Regions from separate parts of the Mus musculus genome. Here regions 1, 3 and 4 are each linked to region 2. The links are chromatin contacts, called in public Hi-C and HiChIP or PLAC-seq maps. All regions are on one chromosome and are shown on one strand. The core of a region is the stretch at or near the end of the contact, and the rest is flanking DNA. Distances in the headings are between cores, read along the strand shown. Region 1 has its middle 240 kb from the start of Gm29686. Region 2 has its middle 20 kb from the start of Gm29686. Region 3 has its middle 280 kb from the start of Gm29686. Region 4 has its middle 310 kb from the start of Gm29686.

What was found. HiChIP or PLAC-seq counts read pairs in DNA pulled down with a chosen protein or histone mark. A called contact is a pair of places that touch in the nucleus more often than the background predicts.
Region 1: a CTCF HiChIP or PLAC-seq map of CD8 T cells shows a contact between it and region 2, with 5 read pairs. The contact joins two enhancer-like sites. A contact is called at or near these places in 1 of 15 datasets of contacts at CTCF or cohesin (CD8 T cells) and 1 of 484 Hi-C or Micro-C datasets (embryonic fibroblasts).
Region 3: an H3K27ac HiChIP or PLAC-seq map of regulatory T cell precursor shows a contact between it and region 2, with 4 times the contacts expected there. The contact joins two enhancer-like sites. A contact is called at or near these places in 2 of 484 Hi-C or Micro-C datasets (both in CD4 T cells) and 3 of 115 datasets of contacts at active chromatin or transcription factors (CD8 T cells, regulatory T cells and regulatory T cell precursor).
Region 4: a Hi-C map of CD4 T cells shows a contact between it and region 2, with 2.6 times the contacts expected there. The contact joins two enhancer-like sites. A contact is called at or near these places in 2 of 484 Hi-C or Micro-C datasets (both in CD4 T cells) and 1 of 115 datasets of contacts at active chromatin or transcription factors (thymic regulatory T cells).

Annotation. Positions count from the first base shown.
Region 1 is chr16:51,745,773-51,750,068 of GRCm38.p6, reverse strand. No RefSeq gene overlaps it. Among named protein-coding and RNA genes, the nearest start is that of Gm29686, 240 kb to the left of the region's middle. Within about 2 kb of position 2,783, at least 4 of the 459 cell types and tissues checked have an H3K27ac peak or open chromatin away from gene starts, as enhancers often do. A contact at or near this core is called in CD8 T cells, where this site is marked.
Region 2 is chr16:52,005,256-52,009,484 of GRCm38.p6, reverse strand. No RefSeq gene overlaps it. Among named protein-coding and RNA genes, the nearest start is that of Gm29686, 20 kb to the right of the region's middle. Within about 2 kb of position 2,299, at least 31 of the 459 cell types and tissues checked have an H3K27ac peak or open chromatin away from gene starts, as enhancers often do. A contact at or near this core is called in CD8 T cells, regulatory T cells, regulatory T cell precursor and 1 more, where this site is marked.
Region 3 is chr16:51,702,245-51,706,842 of GRCm38.p6, reverse strand. No RefSeq gene overlaps it. Among named protein-coding and RNA genes, the nearest start is that of Gm29686, 280 kb to the left of the region's middle. Within about 2 kb of position 1,577, at least 27 of the 459 cell types and tissues checked have an H3K27ac peak or open chromatin away from gene starts, as enhancers often do. A contact at or near this core is called in CD8 T cells, regulatory T cells and regulatory T cell precursor, where this site is marked.
Region 4 is chr16:51,672,703-51,677,336 of GRCm38.p6, reverse strand. No RefSeq gene overlaps it. Among named protein-coding and RNA genes, the nearest start is that of Gm29686, 310 kb to the left of the region's middle. Within about 2 kb of position 2,061, at least 36 of the 459 cell types and tissues checked have an H3K27ac peak or open chromatin away from gene starts, as enhancers often do. A contact at or near this core is called in thymic regulatory T cells, where this site is marked.

The DNA of each region.
Region 1 (4,296 bases), core at 1,534-4,033, 260 kb after region 2:
ATCTATAGATACTAACATAAATATTTATAGGAAAGTCCATTTAGGGAAAAGAAATCATCACTAGCATGTTCCCCTCTAGAGACCATGAACTTCCCAGGCACAAGATTTTGACCAGGTTTCAAACACAGGGCGTGGCTCCTTTTTGGTGGAGCAGACTTCAAATGGAGTCAGAGTGTGATTAGTTATCATCATAAAAATCATGGCATAGATTCGCTAGTTGTCACATTTTGCCTGAAAGATCAGTATTACTGCACATCAAGTCCATTGCTGAGTAAGATCATGAATGATTTTTTTCCTCCAGCAGCCTCCATAAAACCTTGAAGACTACCAAGACTAGCCAGCAGGAAGGTGGCTTCCAGTTCACTGCTAGCTTTGTGCCCCAATCAAAGTGTGTAATGTCCTCAGCAATAGGGCCTTTCAGGCAAGCAAGAGAAATGCTAACAGACTGTATTTAGGGAAGCCACTGTGGGTTTCAGGGAAGGAGTATCCCAGATCTGGTATTCAGATTAGTGATTAACATTCTATAGCTTCTGGAAACAGTGTTGTCCATGGATACAGGTTGCATCTGTTCCAACTCTTGACTTCTCTTACATTTTAAAAACTAGCTGGAAAAGCAGTAGGTTTCTCAGGAATTTATCACTCATATGTAATTGTCATAAAACTTTTCCCACATTTCCTCTCTCCTTCTTCCATTCTGATCCTTGTAGACACGTTTCCATTCCCAATAGCCCCTTCCTCTACTTTCAGAATGCATATTTTTATGTCATGTTTTACACCTTCTCTTTCCCACCTTTGATGGCACTTTTCTAGGCTACTGGCCTCTGTATACATTCATTCCAAATTAATCATGAAAATCTAAAAATTCAAAGCTATACCTGTGTGTGGAAAAGAACAAATGGTGTTTGCCTTTTTGAGCCTAGGTGACCTCACTCAGTATAGTGCTTTCTGATAAAATTCATAATTATAGTTTTCTTTACAGCTGAGCAAAAGTCCATTGTGACTTATACTACATTTTTTATCCATCCATATTATATTCATCTATTGGTGGATTTCAACTCTGATTCCATTTCCTGAGTATTGTGGATGGATCCACCATGAACATGGAAGCATAATTATCTCTGACCATAGCTACCTAGCATTTTTTTGGTATATGTCCTAGAGTGGTATAGTGGTATAGTAGGATGAAATGAAATCTCAGTGTAGCCTTGCTTTTCCATGATGATTAGGGATATTGAATATTCTTTAACCATTTAAAAATTTTTTGAAACAGAAAACTTTTTTTTTAAATTAGGTATTTTCTTCATTTACATTTCCAATGCTTTCCCAAAAGTCCCCTATATCTCCCCCCCCTCTACCCACCCACTCCCATTTCTTGGCCCTGGCGTTCCCCTGTACTAAGGTATATAAAGTTTGCAAGACCAATGGGCCTCTCTTTCCAATGATGGACGACTAGGCCATCTTCTGATACATATGCAGCTAGAGACACGAGCTCTGGAGGGGGGGGGGCTACTGATTAGTTCATATTATTGTTCTACCTATAATGGTAAGAAGCAGTTGTGAGAATTACTACTAGGAAGTATCAATGTGAAAAGGCAAAAAGCAATAACCCTGGTGAGTTTCTCTAGAACTGTGTCAATGCTTGAAATAGTTCAACAAACTATAGAACACTTCTAACTATGTTTGTGTGAGATCTTTCTCATATGCAAGGTGTCAAAGTGGAAATTAAAACAAACAAACAAAACCATTAGAAATTCCATCCTGCTTACTGTGTAAGTACATTCTGTGACCTTGAGAGATCAAGATCACATGGTATGTATTCACAGTATAACATCAGCAGCTGGGGGAGCAGAAGACATTGTTATATCCTCATGCTACCTGTAAACTTCATTTTAGAGACTTCTACTCAGGGGGAGTGAGATTCTTGACTGAGGTTAAAAAAAAAAGAATTTCAGGATAAGTCAATAGGAAGCAGAGTTGAAATTTATTAGGAAGAAAGTTTAATATAGATTTAAGCATATGGATTAATACATACTTAAGAAAATACACACCTAAGAGTCATACATAAATGTTTTAAGAGCCATATACATAATGTTGGTGTTTTGGGTGGCTTCTGAAGTCACATTGTTTAAAGGATTTCTGAAAGAACTAATTTTTGTTGCTGTTCTTTGTTTTGTAAATAAGTTATTGGGTGATTTCTGGGGAGCATTTGTTAAAGGAGGGTTCACAAACATGGAGGGGGGGCTAACACATGCCTTCTAATGTAAATGGAGTTTATGTTGCTTGTGAGGTTGTAACAAAATTGTAGGCTTATGGTTTGTGAAAGAGGAAAGTCTATACTTGATAATATACTCTCTGGCCAAAAGCATGGTTAATTAATATTTTAATATTCCCACTAGAACTATCTTTCTATAAATGAGATACTATATTTCCCATAGACAAAATCACAGCAGTGTTTGTTAATTGTGCTGGAAGTTTTATTCCTAGCTTGTGACAGACTTCAACCAGACTCCTGGGCAGGAATCTCCTTTTTCTTCTGTATTCTCTTCTATTTTTTTTTCATCTTCCTATTCTGAGTCTGTCATCATAAGTCTGTTTATTCATCACTTATTCATGGTTTCCTCCACAATTTTGGTTTTCTGAGGTCAACCATGGTTTAAAAGTGATAAATGTCAAGTTCTAGATATATTTTGTGAGTTTTGAATTCTGTGTGGTTCTAACTAGCATGATGAAATCTTATACCATTTTGCTCCACTAGCCAAGGGCCTGCACCAGGTCTTTGTTCAAATTCACACTTTACAAACATCTTCCCTGTTAGTCACTAAGTAGCTGTCTTGGGTGGCAGGTTGACCACTGTGGTTTCACAAGGCTCAGGTTCAAATGACTATGATGTACTTGGTATAGCCCACCTGTATGTTGTAGCACTACTGAAGAGAGAGAGAAAGAGAGAGAGAGAGAGAGAGAGAGAGAGAGAGAGAGAGAGAGAGAGAGAATATCACATATCTGTTAACAGAGATTACTGTTGTAACTATTCAATGTCACTTTTATTAATTACTATTACTCACTTACTACATCTAAATACTAATCCTTATTATAGATATTAGGTTACAGAAAAAGACATTATGAGTAGTAGTATCTGGTAATATTTACAGTTTTGGATAATACTGGAATCTTGCAACATATTGCCCGTAGATAAGGAGTATACAGTACATCAATTCCATGTACTAAAATTCTGCTTGATAGTTTTGGAGTAATCTAGAAAATATGAAACTACACATTTTGAAGATCTTTGAATGACACCACCCAAAGGAATATTGCTTTGGAGAAATCATATGTGCAGAGTGTCTCATAATTACTGGCAAGACGTGGTGAGTATCTTCTGCCAGTAAGATGGTTCTATTTTGGAGGCTATCAGATGTAACAACAAATTTGGAACAGAATAGACACAGTGGAGAAATTGCATCTTGAACAATCCTCTTGGGACCACTAATGATAAGCAAATATTATTTTACTGGAGACCAACTAAAAGCTTCAAGATAAATTTATCACATTTATGGGAGATCATCACCAATTTATAGTATTGTAAAATGCTAGGATCACTTTTTGATGTGATGACTGCTTTACTAAAGAACAAATATTTTGTCATGTGCAAAAAACCAAAGGGCTTCATTATAACTGGATTTTGACTAGCACTTAGTAGGTCCTTCATAAGTGCTAATTTATTTAAGTATTTTTCCCGTTGTTCAATTAATAATGAAGATGTAGTTGAGGGTAGAGCAGAGGCACTTGATGTTAGAATTGCATAGGTATAGATTGTGGGCCATTAATCTTGGTTGATTATTGATGCATCTAGTTATTATTTAGAAAAGGAAAAAAGCATAGGACATATTAGACCTAAGTGCTATTTTCTTAAACTGAGTATTTATAAATAATAATTCATAAACATCATAGACTTACTAATTTATAGATAAACATGAAAATATTCAATCTTGAATTTCTATTTTATATGTATATTCAAATGCACACATGTATACACATATATTTATGGTTATATCATTCTATCTATCTATCTATCTATCTATCTATCTATCTATCTATAATTTACCTTACAAGATCATAAGAATAATTTATAGTTACAGTCATAAAAGTCAAATGACATCATTTGGATACAAATCATAAATGAAATCAGAGAATTAAACTATGTTTTAAAAGGCTGCCCTGGGTATGCTGTACTTTTTTTTTTTGGCTAATATCCACTTATTAGTGAGTACATATAATACATGTCCTTTTGGGTCTCAG
Region 2 (4,229 bases), core at 1,050-3,549:
AAAATTTCTTAAAACATTGTAAGTGAAAGTTTAGCCAGTTAATGAAGATTCCACGGGTTTTATTTATACATTAGTGCATACAGGTGTGTGTGTGTGTGTGTGTGTGTGTGTGTGTGTAACAGTAATGTTCGAAGGAAAAGAGGCTATATCCATTTGAGGGTCTGTTGAGGGAAACATGGGATAGCAGGAAGGAGGCTAGCTGAGAGGGGCTTGAGGGTCAAAATGGAGGGAGAAGTGATGTAACTGTATTTCAGTTAAAAACATGTTTAAAAGAGGAGATGTGAAACAGCCATGTGGAAATGATACTCTACTGAGCATACTTTAATATTAGTTTGAGATCCAACGAATCGTTCTTTTTTATATAGGTAAGTGCACCAAAGTAGCATTATTCAAAACATGGATGGTCAGTAAAACTGAAATCTGATTTTAGTAACAAATCGATTGCATTATTGGCACATTTCCTCCCCTCGCCCCAACAGTAATGCTAACTATTCCTATTACCATTGCTTCTTCATTTAGTGGCATTTTGTGATTTCTGACCTTTAGTTTGTGGAACTCTCAGAAGCTATATTTAGTACACATATTTACCTTTGATATGATGGTTAACTCCATGTGGAAATTTCCTAGCTTTTATTTATTACTTGATGGGTATCATGAACTATTAAAGGTACTTCTCTTATTTTTGTAACACCCCTATGGTTATCCAAGATAAGTGGAGCTGACGCTTAGAAAAGTTTAGCAGTCCGCCCAAGTCATGAAGGCAGTAATTAGCAGAACTTGGATTGAAGCCCAGACTTTCTGACTGCAGAGCCCAGGCTTCCACCTCTCCCATAACATGACCTTCCTAAATTGGGCTTTCCTGACCTGAGACTATCACAACACTCACTCCTGAAATTACTGACATGTGGTAGAAAATGTGACCTTTTTCATAAAACTGCAAGTGTGTCTCAGATAAGTCAATTAACTTGCAAGATCTGTCATTGCTTAAGTTGTATCACAAGGTTTGCCCAAAGTTTGTTCAAGGCGTTCATGTTCTTGCTATTCCAGCTTTGGCTATCAGAAAAGATGAATTGTTCCTTACTCCCAGCTTCCCAGTTCGTCACCTAAAAGCCACATGTGGCTGCTGAACACAAAAGAGATGGCTAAGGCTACTTGGGAAATGCTTCTTAAATTTCGCTTAATTACAATTAAGTAGGATTAAAACTGTATATCTATGTACTGGCTGCCACACTACCCAGGGTGGTCTTCATGATCTCTTTCCTCTCGCCCCTTAAGCAACATGCAAAGAGCACTTTATGAAACAATTTAGTAATGAACTCAATTGTTAAATAAACTCAGCTTTAAGCAAATTAAATTATCTCTCATTAGTTGATCCTTTAATTCAATATAAAGTGGTATTTCTAAGTAATAATATCCTGTCATTTCTGATGAAGAACTTTAAACGTTATTGTTTTAAGGTATTTTCCTAGTTGCTTCATTTCTTGAATTTCCTTTTAAATTGATTTTAAAATGTAAACACTTTAAATCATATGCCACAATATTTTCATCTCTGACCTTCTCTTCCTCGATGTTTCTACATCCTAAAAATGTGAAGTCAGGTTTCAATGTCAAAAATGTGTGGGAATGCATTGAGTATTTTCACTGAGCATGTGTTAGGGACAGATTCATAAATCCTAACTGAGGACTTGAGTTAAAGATGAAGTGAAGTCAAAAGAGGCTGAGATTAACATCATACTTCCTGGTCTGGACAAACAGTCTAAGACATGGACCTCTCAGTAATACGGTAAGAATAACCCAAGGTCTTGCAAAATGAAGTTCCGCCACAGGTTAAAGGTCTTCAGCCAAGGTCTTTTATAAACCAGTGCCCCAATATAAGCACTGGCAGCTTAATAAGGTGGAGACCATGAAATAATCTTTTCTGACCTTCCTATACTCCCTAAGCCAAACTTTAGTACTCGTGGCTACTTCCAGATTTCATCTAAGTCTGACGCTCCTCTTGGGAGCGCGGAAGGACGGCATTTGGATTTCTGAGAATGGGCAAATGACTCTACTGCTCTTTCTCTTTTGTTTCTGGGGTTGACCGAAGTCATCTTGAGACTCCCTTCTTCTCTTCCTGGCTTATTCAACCTCCAGAGTCTGGAGTTCCCCCAGGAAGACCTGGTGAGGGAGAGCTGTGTGTCCCTGCTACCATAGTCTCACACCAGATGAAGAGTTTCTGTTATGCAGATGTCTCTAGTTCTTACAGATGTGGTTCAGGGCCACATTTACGAAGTTATTAGACTCTGCTTGCTGGGAGTAGCTTGCTGCCAACCACAACAAGGCCTTCTTTTGTGTTCTCTGATCTGACAGACTGCCTGGAAACAGCCTCATCCTCACAGCTTTCAGTATTTAATCAACATTTTCAAGCGGTAGTGCCTTCCAGATTTCTGATGTAGGATCTATAACATTTTTCTTTCAAAAGTGCACTCATGGTGGCTCTGGGAAATACAAGGTTGATTGTCGTATATTTTTGGAATAAAACATTTAAAAACAGATACAATATATACACAGTTTAAAAAATAGAGTTTGGGGTTGGAGAGATGTCGGTGCATTTAAGAACTCTTGTTGCTCTTCCAGAGGACCTGAGTTCAGTTCCTAGCATCTACATACTAGTTACCTCTAAGTTCAGCTCCAGGATACCTGGCAATCTCTTTGGATCTCCATTGATACATTTGCTCACATGTACAGACCCATAGACATACACACAAATACCTCAATTGAAAAAAATTATTTTAAATATGTGGAATTGTAAAGCACTAATGTGGGTCTTTTCTCTGTTGTTTATTATGCTATGAGGATCTGGAGATATAATACATTTCAGCAATTTAAATGTTGTAAGTTCTACAAAACACAGAGCCTAAGATGTGTGGCACAACAGAGCATTATGGTAAAATTCAAAACTACTACTAAACTCAATATAATCTAGCCAACATTGACAGCAACCTATTTCACTATCGAGTTAAGTTTTCATTATCAATCACTTTAACTTTCAAGAAACTTAAGAAAATTAACAATAAGAATTATTTGTCTCAATAAGCATTCTACTGAAAGACAATGTCACAGTATAACTGACAAAAATCTGAAAGATCTTGAGAATAGACTATTGTTACCTAGGAAGTTTTTGATGTATGCTTTTGTCTTAACTATATAAGTAAACTTTAAGGTCTGGGATGTTTCTCATTCGGTGAGTGCTTACCTACCATGTGTACAGTACATATATGTATACATGCACGCGCGCACACATGCACACACACACATGATGTACACACACAACTTAAAAACATTATATGCATAACATTAGAAATAAGTTTAATTTAATGAAAATAAATAAATTGAAAATGTAGAAAACAGTAAATTTTAGTAAGAAATTATCAAACTTCAGTACTTTCTTAGGAAGTATAATACAACATTGACTTCTGGTTTTTGGGTCTTTTAAAAAATACTTTCTCACATAACCCAGGCTGCCCTGAGAGAGTCTCTATGTAGCTGATGCCCTCAAGCTTCGGATATTCCTGCTTTCCCCTCTCCTATCCTGGGATCACAAACCTGTAGAACCATACCACACCTACTTATACAGTGCTTGAGACTGAACCCAGAGTTCCTGGACTGCTAAGCAAGTGCTTTTGATAACTGGGTTGCAGTCCCAACCAAAGTCTAACTTTTACTTGAGGTTGATAATGTATTCAGTTCACGGCCAGCTAATGGTGGGTAGTGAGATCTAGGAGGTAGATTTAAGGAAGCAGTGTTTCCTAGCCAAAGAGGTTAAGAAAAATACTAAAATGCTACTGCTGTTTTCATTTCCTTCTAAATTCTGCCTGGAGCACAGATCCAATAGCTAGGATTATGACATCAATATTATACCTATAATGACAAAATACTATATTATTATGAGGAAGATATGAGCCTTGGAATGTCTAAAACCAGGAAGGTACTGCATCTGTCTGGACTGTTATGCTGGTGGCCACATGTTCTAATGACAAACCTGAGCAATCCATCTGATGAAGTCACTGTGGGTTCTGCTCTCTGCTAAACGTAAACCTAGCTGATATAATAATTTTCTAAATTTCAAAAACTTTTAAATAGTGTTTAATTGCTTGACTCAATATCAGTTATACAATAAACGATGAAAATGGAGAGCAATAGAAAAACTGAAATGCATAGAAATAGAAGGTGGATTTGCTGTTTGTAGC
Region 3 (4,598 bases), core at 328-2,827, 300 kb after region 2:
AGGGAAGGAGAGAAAGAGAGCAGTCATACAGATAAAGTGTAACCAAGTGATAAAGGGTTTTCCTCAGCATGAATAAGTTAGACTCTCAACACATAAAACCTGTAGGTTGCCTATCTTGCTTATGTACCTTCTCTATCATATCCATAGCTGTGTCTTCATTAGAGGAGTACTAAGCTCTGAGATACGAATAATCCCAGGAAGTACATTGTACAGGCATGAGTAAGGAAGCTTTTTCAAAGGCATTATCAGTGGGTTATAATGAACAACCCTGCACAGTTTGGACAAGCTAGAGCAACCAATTGAGGGAAATCAAATCCAGTGAATGTATAATCCCATGTCAGGCAATGAGAAATTGGAAATCATCGTGCATCCAGCTCATTGCCACTCTTGCACAAGAGGTGGTACATCTCATGAACACCAGTATAGGCATTACATGAACTCATTGATTTTTTTTATACAGTAAATATTTAAGAACCAAACTTTATTATAAAATAATAACCAAACTGTATTATTAATATGCATGCTTTGTACTTAAACTGTTTAAAATTCTAGATCAATGACATATTCACTTTGCCAATAAGAAAACTGAAGTAGAGAAGTAGAGAGAGTCTGTACTACCTATTCAGGCCCCCAATTAACAAGTGATGGGACCAGGGTTTCATATCAGAAAAAGGAGTTTGAAGTCCATATTGTTGATTCCCAAATGATGCCACCGCTCTTTTATGTGGCAATAATGAAACTAATTCTTTGTGTAAGTATCAATTAAATGGAATGAAGTCATTATATTCAGAGGGTATATCTTTATTTGCAAAGAGACCTATGCCAGAGAATTTAATTTTGAATGATACCTAAGGCTAAAATTTAGCTAGCTGTCTCTTCCAAATGTCAGTGATTTAATTTTATTCTAACCGAGGCTTTATAGTCATTCATTATTTTGAATTGTTTACAATGCTTTTCTATTGCAAGATATATGTGGTTTTTTTTTTTTTTTAGTGTGTGTGTGTGTGTGTGTGTGTGTGTGTGTGTGTGTGTGTGTGTGTGTGTTGCAAATAGAACCAATACACTGGATACTTCAATCTTAACATTGAATTTAGTACTAAACACACACACATACACACACACACACACACACACAGAGAGAGAGAGAGAGAGAGAGAGAGAGAGATTTGGATAAAATTCCTTGCTCCCAAATTCACCTTTTAAATAAATGCAAACACTCAAATTCTCCAAGTTTTGAAAGAATGTATTGAAGAATATTTAAGCAATTTTAAGCACCCTCCTGCTTTTAAAAAGAAAACTTCTATGCTACAGAAAGAGAAGAAAGGACAGTTGTTTTCTGTCACACATTAGACACTCAAATGGGTACCTCCCTTAACTGCCTGGAAGAAGTGCGCTGTTGGTTTCTAATCATTTTTTTTATTTTTCAGATAAAATGGGGGTGTGATTCAGTTTTCCACACCAAGGTGGTCCCTGAGAGAAAACCTTAGATATATAGTGGAGAATTTAGGTTACAGCTTAGGTGTCTCCACTATTTCCTTTTAGACAAACCACATGTGAGAGAACCTCAACCTGAAAGTGTCACCAGTTACATGCCTATTCTTTCCTGTGCATTTTAAAGGTCCCGTCTCAGCTTTCAAGTGTGGCCTTGCTTGGCATCTTTCTATAAATAAATGTACTCATCAGAATAAAAGAGTCATTCCAGTTCTCAACTGAAAGGTCACTGTAAGCAACACCTACAGAGGTGAGAGCAGACCTGTCTTGAAAGCAAGCATACACCAATGGGCACGTAGATCATATTTTTCAAAGATCTTCAATAGCCAAAATGATCTGATAAAGGTAAAAGAACACGAGCAAGGCAGGGATAAGCATTAACTGTGAGTTCCGTGCACATGTCACATGATAGGAGGTACATAGAATCCACATCCAGTTAAAGATTAAGCACTGATTTTTTTACCTTCCTCTTATTGATGTGGCATCTGCAAGTGTTGAGAAATAAATAATATTCACGTGCCTTCGTTATGAGAGAAGAAACTTACAGTTTTATGATTTCTGTGATACTCTGGGATTTTAGACAATACTAAGTGGTGAAGGCTGAAAATAGATGAGAACATGAAGATCACACAAAACCCTTAGAAAACTGGAATTAGAAATAAAACCGTAGCCCCCAGCATTAGTTTTGGCATTTTTATGCTAGCAGTAGCTTGTTATAAATAAAAGAAAAATGTCAAATAAGTGTGAAAATGTGCCACGGACTCCTGCTATACGAGTTTCTGAGGCATTTTGAAGATTTCCCATACCTAGGGTCAAGAATCAAGCATTTTATTTTGAATATAAGGTGCACACTTTCAATATAGAACAGGCTGGTCTTGAATTCATTGATATTTTATAAGCCATTGAATTCATTAGTTTATTCAGAATATGTATATATATGTCATACATATATACACATACATACATACATACATACATACATGTTTGTTTACTATTTGAGAGTGCTGAGCTTTGGTAGTGTAATTATTAATCAGATCATCATCCAGTGTGGTGATGGCTAAGATATAGAATGTCTGAGATAGTGTGATAGAGGAATGACTTTCTGAAAAAGTTGTTTTCTGATCCTGTACAATGAATAAATCAGGTCTAGAGAGGGTGGAAGTTGGTTGCAGCCTTTGGATCCATGAGTGCTGTTCTGCTGAACATGCAAGCCAAGAGCACACTACGTAAGGTAAGCCTGGTGGCACAGGTTATGACAGGCTGTGTGAGAGATGAAAGAATTTCAGTATTTCATCAATGAGGTAGGTCAAGGATTCAGAAGAAAAGGGTAAGGTCACATTGTTGCTAAAACAATTGTGAATATCTATAAGTGGAATGGGACAAGAATGTTAGGAAACTATATTGGCACCATGAATGGGCTGTTATGAGCATTTAGAAGTAGCCAACTAGAGTAACAGTACTCAGACAAGGAAGGATGGAAGGGTAGCAACAGCAGACTAGATCAGTGGGTATATTTACAACATGAACAGACACTCCGGGAAAACTACTCAATGTGGAAAGATAGGGAGTTGTCTGGAAAAGCTCAGAGTTCTCACTCTGTGACTCACATCTATCCAAAACCATCCCATCAGTGAGGAGAATGAAGGAAGATACCAAGCATAGTCCTGTGAATGCTAAACTTGAGAAACAGTAGAAACTTTGGGTGGCTTTTCTTTGTGCTTATCCAGGGGGAGAGAAAAACTAGAATTTCTCTCTATTGAGCCATGGGATAAGTTTCCGAGTTCCAAGCAGCTTTAAGAAACATGGGGATAAAGGCCTCTACTCCAGAGGTTTGTTATTCACATCCATGCTTTCAAGCTTTGGAAGGATTCATTCATGTTATCTTATGGTCCTGCTCACTGCCCAAAACCTAGCCAGCATCTATCTGGATGTGAGAAATAGAAAAGCCTCAGATGTCTTCTGGCTTGAGATCTGAGTATAGTCTGTTAAAATTATACCTCTTCAGGAATAGATCCCTTCTTTGTATTTTAAAAAGTGATCATGAAAGTAATTAGAGTATAACCTTGATGCAAACCTTGAAAAAATGCTGCTCATGCATTTCCAAGCCATTAGTGACATTGTAGCACCCAGAATTTTCATCACGCCCACAGGTACTTCACATTCCAGATGGGGTTGATGATTAAAACACTTAGCACAAAAAGCTTTGGCTTACCAGGTGGAACTTAAGGGAATATAAGAATTTGTAAGTGAAAGACACAATTTCTTCTCATCCTTAATTATTTAATGTCCATGGAACATGGTTTATTGTCTATTTAAACCTTTTAAAAATACATACAGAATATAATGATAAGCTAAATTTACAGAAAACTTTCAATCCTGGTTAGAATGATCCACAAAATTCTCCACAGTGTCATAATTTCAAAAATACAATGACAACTCACTAGACATGTGTTGGCTATGCTAGCTATCTAGATTTTCTTAAAGACCACAACTAATGGTGAGAATGCTACTATAGTTCACACTTTTCCAGTATGGGAATATGATATGGAGGAATGTTCAAGATTATTCATATTAGCAGCAGACCTGGAACCAACTCAAGGTTTACTCCTGATTACATACCCCTCCATGGCTCTGGGCTACCTAGATTTAAGAAAGCACTATGAGTTAAATGTGCCAATTTGGGAAAATTTCTAGTGAGCACTACATAGCTTATACATCTTCCATAATTATATGGATACAATGTGAATACATGCGATTTCCTTTGTCTATTCTCTGTCTGTTTAGAGGATTCATAGTTCTTACCAGTTTGTATGGAAAGTGGAAAGATAAAATTAGGAGGGCGTTTTGAAATAACATCTGTCTTCCTACTTATTGACTATGCAGAATCCAAATCCTTAATGCACATAATGGAGCCATTACTTCACTCTGCTTTATAATTTCTCCTGAAACACACATAAACAAAATATTAGCTCATTCAAAATGGCCTGGGATGAAAATAGAAACTGATTCTGAAACTTCAAAACTGAGCCAGAACATTATCTCCACAACAGGCTGTGTGTGTATCCTTATTATTCTTTATTTTGATTATATCAGTGGGATTCCATAGG
Region 4 (4,634 bases), core at 812-3,311, 330 kb after region 2:
ATTCCCTCAATGTATTTCATTTCCAAAGAAAAGACTGAAAATATTTTTTGTCTCAGGGTTTTATTGATGTGATAAAACACCATGACCAAAGGCAACTTTCAACTTCTAGTTTCACATCAGTCCTTGATGGAGGCCAGGGCAGGAACTCAAAGCTAAAACTGAAGCAGAAGGAAGAGTGATGTACATTGGCTTGCTCAGTGTGTGTGCTTACACCATGCCAGGCATTCTGCACAGTAGTGACACCACTTAGAGTGAGTGGCCCTCTCACACTGGTCATCAATTCAGAGACTATCCCCACCTACTTATGTATAAGCTAATCCTATGGAGGCATTTCCTCAATTAAGATTCCCTCTTCTTAGATATGTTTGTCTGTGTCAAGTTCACAGATAAATATCCAGGACACTATTCTAGGAAGCTGCTTTTGCAGTTGCTCAATTGAGAAGGTCACAAATACTAAAATGTGGAGCTTTTAGAACAAAATTGCAAGAGAGAATAAAAGTCTTAAGTGGCCAAACTCAGTGCAAACAGAATGTACAAAGCTTTACTATTGTTCTTTCATTACTGTTTTTATTAGGACTTATATTCTCCTACTACTCTATTTTGATGTAGCCTGTTATTCAGGAAGAAGATGAGGATGGTACCTGTAGATAATGGATACATCACTGGACAGCTGCTTGGGGTCTCAAATTCTAAACATCAATCTTATGATTTATATAATGGGTTTTATAAATAATTTGCCAATATCACAGGCGTTGTGAGAGAGAGATATTTTGATTTTGTTGTTGTTTTTAGGAGGCAAGTTCAAGTACAAAGTTTACTGTGGAGCTTTCTTTGCATCTTGAATTTCCTTGTGTGTTTGGTAACTTTACCTAGCATCCATTAGTTCATAGGTTGAAACTTGGGCCTTCAACTTTATGTCAATGACTTCTAGTCTGCTATGAATGCACTAGAGATTGCCAGTTAACAATCACTGGTTGCTAACTGTGGTACCCAAAGAAAATCACAGTTGGTACCTTCCTCATGGGGGTCTGTGCACCCAGTAAGAGCTCCAGCTGTAGATACCCCGACAAAGAAGCCTGTTTAAACCAGTATTCTAATACCTAATCAATCAGAAAGTTCAAAGCATACAGTCCTCCCACTTAAGAGTGTCGGGGGAGGGCTGTTACTGCACCATCTCAGAGCCGGAAATTCTTGCTTCCTCTACAAGCAGCCATCTGGATCCACTATTACTAAAGGACACAGATCCAATTACAAACATGTATTTGTGAAGGAAACTTACAGTATCTTTGAAAGGAGTCTCTCGTACTTGAAGTCAAGGTCTGCTGAAGTTTACCTGTTAGAAATCAACTTAGGTTAAAAAAAAAGAGAGAGAGAGAGATACCTCAAGATAGAAAGAAAGTGAGAATAAAGGAGAAATGCAAATAAAATAGATCTCTTGGCTTTTTTCCTTATTCAAACTCTTAAATCTATTGAGAATGTTGGAAATTTTTCTTTGCTTACAGCATCCCCTTTCTTTCCTTCTTTCTCTCTCTCTCTCTCTTTCTTTCTTTCTTTCTTTCTTTCTTTCTTTCTTTCTTTCTTTCTTTCTTTCTTTCTTTCTCCTCTTCCCTCCCTCCCTCCCTCCCTCCCTCCCTCCCTCCCTCCCTCCCTCCCTCCCTTCCTTCCTTCCTTCCTTCTTTCTTTTCTTTCTGTCTTTCTTTCTTATTTTTTATTCGATATTTTCTTCATTTACATTTAAAATGTTATCCCCCTTTCCTAGTTTCCTCTCTGAACGTCTCCTATACCCTCCCCCTGACCAAAGTCCCCAACGTACCCACTCCCGCATCCTGGCCCTGGCATTCCCCTGTACTGGGGCATATAATCTTCGCAAGACCAAGGGCTTCTCCTCCCATTGATGGCCAAAGGAAATGACTGTAGCATGTAATCTTTCATAACAGAGAAAATGATCAAACTCAGGTTAGAAAGCAAGGAAAAGATGAAAGCTTTGAAAGACTTAGAACTTTGCTGACGTACAGACTGAGGCTGGGAAAGGCTAAGAGGCAGGAAGTGCTGTTGCTATTGCTTCTGAGGTTGTATTTCATAGTTTCCACTTTGGTTAACTGGAAGGAAACTGGGTGATTGGGGGTAGTTGTGTTATCGATCACATCAGTTTTCTGCTTTGTTTCTATTTTTTTCTTAAAGCATTACTCTTTTCTATGCAGGAAGGTCTAGGAATCATTAACCTACCATATTGTATGCCACAATCAAATGCTTTGCTACAAAGATGGGGAATATTGAAATTGGCACTGGTGGATGTCATCCTTAAGTCACAGAGGGAGTTGTAAATGTAGTCTTAGAGATCAGACGTTCAGAGGAAACCAAATATCATCTATGATCCTTGTTTCTAGACTCAGAGTTGCTCCACTACGAGGATTCTCATAGCACATTTGCATAAATACACAATTTTTCATAGAGAGGTTTACCATTTTTAAAATACATACAACCCGACTGATTTGATTTTCAAAAAGTGCTTCCATCAAGATTATTTTTTAAAAAAACAAAACAAAAGAAGAACTGACACTTGCGATGTAGGTCCTGTGATGTCCTGTCACTGGACAGGACACTGAATCAATCAGCTCCTGTCTGCATGAAGTTCATGGTCAGTGCTATGACCTGGACATGCAGATGAAGATGAATTCCATCACATCTGAGGGATACCAGCCCCCAAAACTCTCAACGAACTGTTCTCAATGGATTTACCTTTGTCTTATGTGAGGTTTTCAAGCTTGCTGAGGACTGAGCTATTACGAAATATTGAATAGATGTTTAATAAATATTTCTAGATTAGTATATATCAGACTGATAACTCTAATTCAGTGCAACTCACATTAATACTAAGGAAACCTGCTTGTCAGTGAGCCAGAAATGACAGCTACCTAGGCTAATATAAAACCTCAATGTCAGTCCTATGAACTCAGTATAAAAGTAATCTCATGGATTTCTGCCCAGTATTATTAGATCAGTGAAAAGAAAAGTTTGTGGCATCTGAAAGAAACAGTCCCTACTTTACAGACATGCTATGTAAAGAACAAACATCTATAGTCATTCTGAAGATAGCAACATGAAGAAAGCTTCAGCGTTTTTTTTTTTTTTAATTGGATATTTTATTTATTTACATTTCAAATGTTATCCCCTCTCCGGGTTTCCATCTGCAACCCTCCTATTCCATCCCCCTTTACCCTGCTTCTCTGAGGGTGCTCCCCAACTCACCTACCCACTCCTGCCTCACTGCCCTAGCATTTCTCTACATTAGGGCGTCGAGCCTTCACAGAACCAGGGCCTCCCCTCCCATTGTTGCCAGATAAGGCCTCTTCAACTCCTTCAGTCCTTTCCCTAATCCCTCCATTGGGGTCCCTGTGCTTAGTCTGATGTTTGTCTGTGAGCTTCCACATCTGTATTGGTCAGCATCTGGCAGAGCCTCCAGTGTATTTAAGGTCATCAATTGATATTTTAAACACACAATTGAAAAAAGGCCTTACCATACTGCTCAGCAAGTAGAGGTACTAGTGACACAGGCCTGATGACTTGAATTCAATCCGCAGATCATAGAGTGGATCATAGAGTGGAGAGAACTCTCTCTCTCTCTCTCTCTCCCTCTCTCTCTCTCTCTCTCTCATACACACACAAACACACACACACAAATATTTATATATGCACACTCACATACACATAAAATAAAATTATTTATAAATTTATAAAGTTTTTAAAATGGGTTATTGGAAAACAATACAATTGTAAATCAAAACGTAAGTCCCAATTTTCTCTTTTGACGGTCAGATTTAACAGACAACATTATGTCCTGCCAAACTGCCATAAACATTTACTCTAAAGTCCTAAGCAGCCTCCTACTGATGAGACATCAAGTGTGTGAGCCAGGACAATATTTGGGCCTGCATTCGGCAAAGCACTGTGGCAAAGCCAGCAGTCATTTGACAGCTGCTGAGGAGTGCCCAAGCAAATGAACCAACCAGAAAAAAAAAAAAAAAAGTTTGATATTTGAGGAAATTTGTTGGACAAAGAAATAGACTTGAGGATCATTGTTTTGCAAAGACGAGAATAGTTGACCCTCTCCCTTACTTTTCCATTTTAGCTTTTGCTTAAAAAATATTCTGAGTGAATGTAGTTAATCCTTTTTTTCTGTACATTTTTATTTGTAATAATATTTAAGCCTTGTGAATATAATCCCCATAGGAAATCATTCATATTTCTCTGCTTGTGGTAATTATCATAAGGCATCTCTAGTTATCTCCTATGGCTTGATTTTAATATAAGGCAGTAGGTAGATCTTGTAGGGAGCCTACCGTAGAGGGTTTTAGTTAGTTGGCCAACAGCAGATTGTAACTGCAGGGCTGATGCTGTCATTCATTACTTTGATATGATGACCTACACATTCTTTAAGGTCATGGGCAAATTTAATTTCTAAAATTATACAAATGTATGAAATCAATAAAAAGAAATGGAGAGGAGATCAAAATAAATTTATTAATAAAGACTTCAAATTGGTTCAATACCATTTTTCCAAAACATAGGCAGACCCTGAACTGGCAAAACTGAGTATCAATTATTATTATAGGACAGAAATGTCAGTGCAGTAA